Linked DNA regions of Mus musculus: region 2 is linked to region 1. A link is a contact called in public HiChIP or PLAC-seq data. All regions are on one chromosome and are shown on one strand. Each heading gives the region's core, a stretch centred on a gene start, on an enhancer-like site or on the middle of the called end of the contact. The rest is flanking DNA. Distances are from core to core; before and after follow the strand shown. Region 1 has its middle 4.6 kb from the start of Klra6. Region 2 has its middle 5.7 kb from the start of Klra7.

Region 1 (4,605 bases), core at 1,281-3,780:
CAAATTTGGTGATATCATTAGGCTTTGAGTGGACAGTGCTTTTAGAGTTTTGAATATTTCAAACGTCCAGTTTTGGGTCTTTAAACCAAATATCTCTGAGTCACCATTAAAGTCTGCCATTATCTTGGATCCAAGGTTCCCTGAAACAGATGAAAGACTTTAAATTACCTCAAAAGTATAATAAAAGTTCCTTGAGTACAGTGTGGATGCTTCCATAATACCTTCAGTTAGTCTATTTTTCTCTACCCCTTTCCCAGGGGTAATCCCTGTATATCTCTACACACACACACACACACACACACACACACACACACACACACACACACAAACACACACACACACACACACACACACACACACACAGAGAGAGAGAGAGAGAGAGAGAGAGAAAGAGAGACAGAGACAGAGAGACAGAGAGAGGAAAGGAGGGAGGGAGGGAGAGAGACAGACAGAGAGAGAAAGAGAGAAGGATACACGCACAGGCACACACACACACACACACACACACACACACACACACACACACACCCTTAGACAATGTGGGAAAGGAGTAGCAGCAGTTTTAAAGAAAGTGGTTGTAGTGTCCCTGTGCAGGCATATGCTTGTGCTGTCTCAGCTTTCCACATGAAAGACTCTGAAGAAGTCAGCCAACTTACTTAAGGACACTGTATATCTAACACTGAGCCTATGCTTCAAATGCACCATTAACACCTGCACAGGATATGGATACAATGAGAACATAGAAGGACCTGGGCCTTGTCTTCCCACAATTCATGAGTCTGTGAAATGAGTAGACATGAGTGGAAGCACCAACCTAGGCTCGTGACTTCTCATAATTCCCATCATTAAAAAGTTCTTTTACCACATAAATTACTCCAGCCATTTCTTTACAAAGTTGCTTTGAAGGTTTAAAAAGATACACAAATAGCTTTTGATGTGTTTTGTTATGTCTGAGAAAGTGTTTCACTATTTAACCCTGGCTGGCCTGCACCTCACTATAGGAACCTGGTTTGCCTGAGTTTGTTTCCCAAGTTCTAGGCATAAGGTATGAATCAACACACTCAGTTTCAAATAAAGTTTGTAATGATAATCTGGTAAATGGGTAGAAAGATGCATTCAACATTGAAAATTATTATTTGCAGTGCAACATTCCATTTTTTTAAAACCTATAAAACTGAGCAAAACACTGAGCCTTCAAGCCTGTGTTTTTCACGTAGTTAAGAGTGTTTCACCTACTTCCTAGGCTTCGAATCATTGTAATCAGGAGTATAGACAGAGCTCATATATTTCAAGAAAACTTTTTTTGAGCCTTCTAGTCTAAAGAAGATACTCTAAGACACAAAATGGGGTAGATTTTCTACCTGATCATTTCAAAGAGTGCAGGTGTTTTAAAGGACAGGACAGGGAGAGTGCATGAGAAAAAGAGAGAAGCTGACACTTCTACAGCACTGCAACATTGTTGCTCTACAGAACATGTCCCTCCCTCATCTGAGAGGTTTATATCACACTGCCAACAGAAATATTAATTGTATTGAGGCCTTCTTGCCTGCTTATCTTTGCTGAGAGGGTCTCATCTTTACAAGGAGGCAAACCACATAGAGAGGGCACATTTCTTTGTGCTTTAAGCATATTGTTTGTCTTGTCTAACAGCATGTAAAGACTGTGAGCACAAACTTCAGAGCTGTTTGTTCATTACTGTGACTATAGCATAATCAGGAGCATAGAGACTTTCCAGTGTGTTCAATGAAGAAGGAGGGTAGTTAATAGAAACTTAATAGAGAGGGTGTTTATTTTTTGTTTGTATATTTGTTTGTTTAAACCGATATAGGATTATGCCCAAAACTGCACAGGCAAAGAGTAGCAGTTTCCTCTATGCCTTGTACAACTGAGCTCTGAATTTATAGATGAATGTAAACTGTTAAGGAACAAAATTATCATTGAAAGATATAGTGACAGCAGTTGTAGTGAAATTTAGTGACAGTCCAGTTTTGTTTCCTTACCAACGTGCAGCATAATATAGGAAGTAGCGAATTCACATGACCAGCTAATAAACCAGAGGAGTGAGAAAGGACAAAATATTTTGTTTTCTTAAGTTCTGTCTTCTAAATTCATTTTTTTTTTGAAAAAAGCAGACAACAAACAAAACATAAACACAAAAAATACATATACATATATACATATATATATGCATATGTATGCATATATATTTATTTTCCCGGTTTTATTGTAAAAGACTTTAGTTTTGGAACCACAATTGTCCAATCCTTTATATTGAGACAGATACAATATTAATCCCACATTCAAACCTTCCAGTCAGCACCTTGGACAATAGTGCTATCATTGCACAGCTGCAAGCTGCTTTTCCTGTCCCAGGCTGAGGTGAGGAAAACCTGTTGTAGTCACCAGACTACAGGAAAGGGCTGATCACTTGCTTCACTGGGAGGACTTGTTTATCCTGGCCAGTATCCCACCTCTTGGTGCATCTGTTTTTAAGGTGCAACATTTACACCATGAAATATGGTAAACTTCACAGGTCTCAGGAAAACCACAAACAGCTCTATTTTGAGATTTCCTGTGCTTGTATCCACCCTGTGCATTTATACTCACAGCTATTTTAACTTTCTGCCTTATATGCCAACACATATAATCCTTGATGGGCTCAAGCACTGAGTGCAAGGAATGAGGAAGATGATCCAGGAATGTAATAAACATGATAACAGGGGCCCACATAAGGGTTTCTTGTGGATATCAGGACTCTTTAATACCCAGGGATACAATTATTCACTTTTGGAGAAGACAGTAAGGAAAAAATCCATAAGACCTTTGCCTCTTCAGTCCCTTTTTCTCTCACTGTGTCATACTTCAGAGAAGAGACTTTAATCCAGCTCCACTGCATCCTCTGTGGAGTCTTCAGGATCAGATCATCATCCTTAAAGCACTCATTGTCTATAATTTATTTCTTTTTCCTGGTGTATGGTCTGCTGTAGTTCAGGATGACAATGCAGTTGAGGCAGCCCAGAAACACATGATCTTATTCCTCCTAACTTGTGAACTCTTGGATGACAGGGTGATCTACCATATCCGGCCTTTGTATTATTTGTAGTTTTGAAAATGTATTTTTTTCTTATTTTCATGAGAAGTTTTTTTGCTGGCTCATCATCCAATAAGCCTAGGGATCCCAATATTAAATTCAAAATCCTACCTGAGGTTCAACTTATACCTTAATCTTTGTAACAAACAGCTTTCACACATTTTAACTAAGACATAGAAGAATAATAGCACAATATTCAAGTAATCTCAGATATTATGCATAGTCTTGATAACAGTATGGAGTAGACATATTGCTAGTAGCTACTCTTAAATAGCACCCAGATTTGATAAGAAAACCCACCCACATTTAACATCTAAGTGATTTTTTAGTCTAAGGACATATTTTTCTGGTTGCTTTTCGTTTCAAATCACTACAAAGCTGAAGCAGCCGATTTTAGTGCAAGCATTTCCAGGCATCCAACATGGGCGAAGAAACAGCTGCTCCCTGGGAATACTAAAGTTTTTCCATGCCACTCTAGGACTACTGAGGGTCAAACCATTGTTGACCAAACAACCACTGGATTGTCAGTCTCCCAGGGAGTGACAATGATTGTAAAACTACTCCAAGTGTTGAGACACAAGCCACGAGAACCAAGAAAATAAGTGAGTCCTCCTCTCTTCATTTTGATTCAACTGTTGTTAAACTTATAGCATTACAGAACTAATAAAACCTTATATATGTTGCCTTAAGATTACTAGTTTGAACACAAATGGCCCTAATAGGTCTGTTTAGGTTCCATGTATCCAATATACTGTGCACATCTAAAGCTACCTTCATTGATTCTTGGGTGTCTCCCTTACTTGAGTTCTATGTCTCATCCTGGACACTGAACCAAACAAACATCAGAGGGGATGGCTTATTTAATTTCACGATTGCTATTTAACAGACTATTAGAGGTCTAATATCCAGTATATACAATGAACTGAAGAAGTTAGACTCTAGAGAATCCAATAACCCTATTTAAAATGTGATACAGAGCTAAACAAAGAATTCTCAACTGAGGAATATCGGATGGCTGAGATAAAACTAAAGAAATAAATGTTCAGCATCCTTAGTGATGAGGAAAATGTAAATCAAAACAACCCTGAAATTCCACCTCATACCAATCAGAATGGCTAAGAGAAAAAACTCAGATGACAGCAGATGCTGGCAAATATCTAGAGAAAGAGGAATACTCCTCAACTTTTTGATGGGATTGCAAGCTGGTACAACCACTCTGGAAATCACTTTGATTGTTCCTGATAAAAGTGGACATAATACTACCTGAGGACCCAGCAATACCACTCTTGGGCATGTACCCAGAAGCTGTTCTAACATATAACAAGGACACATGTTCCACTGTGTTAATAGCAGCCTTATTTTTAATATCCAGAAGGTGGAAAGAACCCAGATGTCCCTCAACTGAGGAATGGATACAGAAAATATGGTACATTTAAACAAAGCAGTACTACTCAGCTATTACAAACAACAAATTTATAAAATTCTTAGGCAAAAGGATGTATCTGAACGATAAC
Region 2 (4,605 bases), core at 1,192-3,691, 210 kb after region 1:
AAAAACAATGATTAATAATAATAATAATAATAATAATAATAATAGAATAATGAGAGGATGTAAAAATTAAAACTATTTGATTTCAATTGTCTGTTGCCATGATAAATATATTCAAGTCACTCGCTAATCTGTACTTTCATTTGATTGTAGCTTTTCAAACATGCTGGCTTGTTTTTGATGAAACAGTTTAAATTGTTCTTCAAATCAAGTGTATGTGTGTGAGTGTGTGTGTGTGTGTGTGTGTGTGTGTGTGTGAGAGAGAGAGAGAGAGAGAGAGAGAGAGAGAGAGAGTCGGGAAAGAGAGTTTGAGTGTATATTTGTCATGGGGTGTACATGGTGGTCAAAGGACAACTTTGATGGGTTATGGGGGGGTAGTTCTTTTCTTCTACCAAGGATTCCACAGATCAAATTCGGGGATATCATCAGGCTTGGTGGGGCCAGTGCTTTAATACTCATAGATATTTCAAAAGTCCATTTATTTTTGGTTATTTAACTCATATATCTCTGAGTCACCACTCAAGTCTGCCATTATCATGCACCCAAGGTCCCCTGACACAGATGACAGATATTATTTCATAAGTATAAGAGATGTTCCTTGAGTACAGTGTGGATGCTTCCATAATACCTCCAGCTAGTCTGTTGTGTCTCTATCCCCTTCCCCAGAGTAATCCCTCTATTTTGAACACACACACACACACACACACACACACACACACACACACACACTTAGAGAATATGTGAAGTGGGGAGAAGTAGCAGCAGTGTTGAAGAAAGTGGTTTCTGTGTCCCTCTGCAGGCAGATGCTTGTGCTGTCTCAGCTTTCCACAGGAAAGACTGAATAAGTCAGCCAACTCATTAAGGACACTGTATATCTAATACTGAGACTATGCTTCAAATACATCATTAAGCACAAATTATGGACACAATGAGCATTTAGAATGGCTGGGGTTTCATCTTTCCAAAATGTATGAATCTTGGTGCTGGGTAGACATGAGCGAAAACACCAACCATGGTTTTTGAGATCTCTTATAAGTCCCATCATTCACAAATTCTTTGACCACACAATTTAGAACAGTCATTTCTTTAAAAGGTTGCTGTGAAGGTTTAAAAAGATATACAAATAGCTTTTGTTGTGTTTTGTTGTATCTGAGACAGGGTTTCACTATTTAGCCCTGGCTGACCTGAAACTCACTATAGACACCTGGTTTGTCCGAATCTCTTTCCCAAGTTTTGGGATTAAGGTATGAATTACCACATCCAGTTTAAATAATGTTTGTAATCATAACCTGAAAATGGGTAGAAAGTTACAATGAACACAAAATATTGTCAATTCCAGGACAATATTCCAGTTACTTTAGCATATGAAACTGAGCAAAATCCCGAGTCTTCAAGCCTATGTTTTCATGTAGTCAAGAGTGTTAGTCAAGAGTGTGTCACCTCCTTCCTAGGTTCTGATTAACTTCAATCAGGAGTATAGGCAGAAGCTCATATATTTCAAGAAAAGTTTGCTTTTAAGCCTTCCAGCCTCAAGAACACAGAAAACAGGGCAGATTTTCTACCTTATCATTTCAAAGAGTGCAAGTGTTTTGAAGAACAGCACAGGGAGGCTACATGAGAAAAAGAGAGAAACTGACACATCTACAGCCCTGAACTATTGAAGCTCTAGAGAACCTGCTCCTCCTTCATCTGATAGGTTTATATCACACTGTCCACAGAAATAATAATGGCACAGAGATCTTCTTGCATCCTTATCTCTGCTGACAGAGTGTCATCCTTAACAAGGAGGCTAAACACATGCCAAGGGCACACGACTTTGTGCTTTCCAAATATTCATTGCCTTCTGTAGCATCCTGCAAATACTGTGAGAAGGAACTCCAGAGATGTTTGTTGATTATTGTGACTATAGCATTAGCAGAATCTGAGCAGCCCACCAGTGTGCTTGATGAAGAAGGAGGTTAGTTATTAGAAACTGAACACAGAATGGGCTTCTTTGTTGGTTTGTTTAAACAGATATAGGAGCAGTCCCCAAACTGTAAAGCAAAAGAGCAGTAGCTTCCTCTAAGCTCTGTGCAACTGAGTTCTGAATTTAGAGATGAATGTAAACTGTTAAAGAGCATCATTATCACTGAAAGATACAGTGCTGCAGATGGAATGAAATTGAGTGACACTCCAGTTTTGCTTCTTTAACCAAAGTACAGCATAATATAGGAAGTAAAGAACTTGCATTACCAGGTAATAAAACAGAGGAGTTGAAAAGGAGAAAAAAGGTTTTTGTTTTCTTAAGTTCTATCTTCTAAACACATTTTTGTGAAAACAAACAAACAAACAGCAACCAAAACCACACATAAACATACAAAAATACATATACATATGTACACACACACATATATATATATATTGTGTGTCTCTGTCTATGTATCTGTGTGTGAATGTATATGTGTATATGCATATATATTTATTTCCCTGGCTTTGTTGTAAATGACTTTAGTTCTGAAACCATAACTGCCCAATCCTTTATGTCGACAGAGACACAATATTAATCCCACATTCAAACCTTCCAGTCAGATCCTTGGACTGTAGTACTATCATTGCACAGTTGCAATCTGCTCTTCCTGTCCCGGGCTGAGGCCAGGGAAACCTGGTATAGTCACCATCCCACAAGAATAGGCTGATCACTTGCTTCACTGGGAGGACTTGCTTATCCAGGCCAGTGTCCCACCTCTTGGTGCATCTGTCTTTTAAGGTGCAACATTTATATCATGAAATATGGTAAACTTCACAGATCTTAGGAAAACCACAAACAGCTCTATTTTGAGATTTCCTGTTCTTGCATTTACACTGTTCATTTATACTCATAGCAATTTTAACACTGCCTTATATGCCTAAACACATAGTCCTTGATGGGCTCAAGCACTCAGAGCAAGGAAATGAAGAAGATGATTCAGGAATGTAATAAGCAATAACCAGTAACTAGTCATGAAGTCTGAAATTATATTTGACAGCAAAAAAAAATTTAAAGGCTAAATTTATCTACAGCAAAGAACAGCAAATAGTAACTAACCAACAGACACTAACAACTACAAACTAGTTATTATTTGTGCAGTCAAAGTCCTGGGATATAGAAATATCCTAGTGACGATGTGGTATGTGCCCTATTTATAAGGTTCTCTACATGGCTCTGTGTGTCATTCAGGAAAAACATGACTCCCCAGGGAGCAAAGGGTGTCCATTCTCCTGACCCAAGCTGCTCTGTGTACGAGGAGGGAAGATGACTTCTGCTCTGTTAAGCCAGATTTCAGAACATTTCTTGCCTTAACAGCTCATCTCTCTGTTCACACAGCAGACTGAGACCTATGGTTAAAACTTTTAGCTGATAACTAGTCACAAAGCTTTGCATGAAACACACAAAGAAGACAACATTTTATTTTTAACTTTCCTTTGCACTGCTCACTGATGCAGGGACTTAGTCCATTCTCTTTTCACAGATATATGGCTGTCTTTTACCACAGTCATCATCATGAAGACTTGCCATACTGAAATATGTACAGTCTCCTTTGACTGTAGTGATTTTATTACCACCAAAACAAACAATCAAACAGACAGTTATTAAAATTTGAAGCTTATATTGTTGAAGGTCATGAGTTAAGGAAACACTGTATTGACAACATGCACAGAATATAGAATTACTTATATGTATATCTATGTACACACATGCACATACATCCACACAAAAAAATAATAAATATTTAAAACAAATTAAATATAAAAAATAATTTAAAAAGATAGAAATTCTTTTCGATAATACTAATTTTGTCCAGCAAGCAAAATTATTTTTCAGCATTACTGAAATAATAAGTGATTAGTGTATATTGAAGTTATTTTTGTGAGACACTTTGTGCAATGATGACAGATTAAAAAGAAGAAATAAATGTTTGTGGCACCTGAGTAGATCTCATATGCATGGTTTTTAAAGAGAAAAATTATTTGTTTAGGATAATTAAAAGATAGATTGTGAGTACTATTTTACTGTTTTTAATTGTTTATTTTTATTTTTATTTTTTATTTTTATTTTTTTGCAGGAAAACCAGGAAAATTTACAGAAATGTAAGAGCTTGAACATTAATTTACCAGGCACCAGTTCTTTTATTTTTCCAATTTTTATTTGATATTTTCTTCATTTACATTTCAAATGCAATACCAGAAGTCCCCTATACCCTACCCCCACCCCCGCCGTGCTCCCCTACCAAAACACTCCTACTTCTTGGCCCTGGCATTCCCTGTGAGCATCCACTTCTGTATTTGCGATGCACTGGCATAGCCTCACAGGAGACAGCTATATCAGGGTCCTTCCAGCAAAATCTTGCTGGCATACGCAATAGTGTCTTCATTTGGTTACTGATTATTGGATGGATCCCTGGGTGGGGTAGTCTCTGGATGATTCATCCTTTCGTCTGAGCTCTAAACTTTGTCTCTGTAACTCTTTCCATGGGTATTTTGTTTGCTATACTAAGGAGGAATGAAGTATCCACACGTTGGTCTTTCCTCTTGAGTTTCATGTGTTTTGCAAATTGTATCTTGGGTATTCTAAGTTTCTGGGGTAATATC

Evidence for each region. HiChIP or PLAC-seq counts read pairs in DNA pulled down with a chosen protein or histone mark.
Region 2: a contact with region 1 is called in a BATF HiChIP or PLAC-seq map of CD8 T cells, with 5 read pairs. The contact joins two enhancer-like sites. A contact is called at or near these places in 1 of 39 promoter capture datasets (embryonic stem cells), 3 of 484 Hi-C or Micro-C datasets (the AML12 cell line, differentiating embryonic stem cells and embryonic stem cells), 6 of 115 datasets of contacts at active chromatin or transcription factors (CD8 T cells, cardiomyocytes, double positive thymocytes and 3 more) and 1 of 9 other capture datasets (liver).

What each region holds. Positions count from the first base shown.
Region 1 is chr6:130,029,266-130,033,870 of GRCm38.p6, forward strand. No RefSeq gene overlaps it. Among named protein-coding and RNA genes, the nearest start is that of Klra6, 4.6 kb to the left of the region's middle. Within about 2 kb of position 2,531, at least 8 of the 459 cell types and tissues checked have an H3K27ac peak or open chromatin away from gene starts, as enhancers often do. A contact at or near this core is called in CD8 T cells, where this site is marked.
Region 2 is chr6:130,235,105-130,239,709 of GRCm38.p6, forward strand. No RefSeq gene overlaps it. Among named protein-coding and RNA genes, the nearest start is that of Klra7, 5.7 kb to the left of the region's middle. Within about 2 kb of position 2,442, at least 14 of the 459 cell types and tissues checked have an H3K27ac peak or open chromatin away from gene starts, as enhancers often do. A contact at or near this core is called in CD8 T cells, where this site is marked.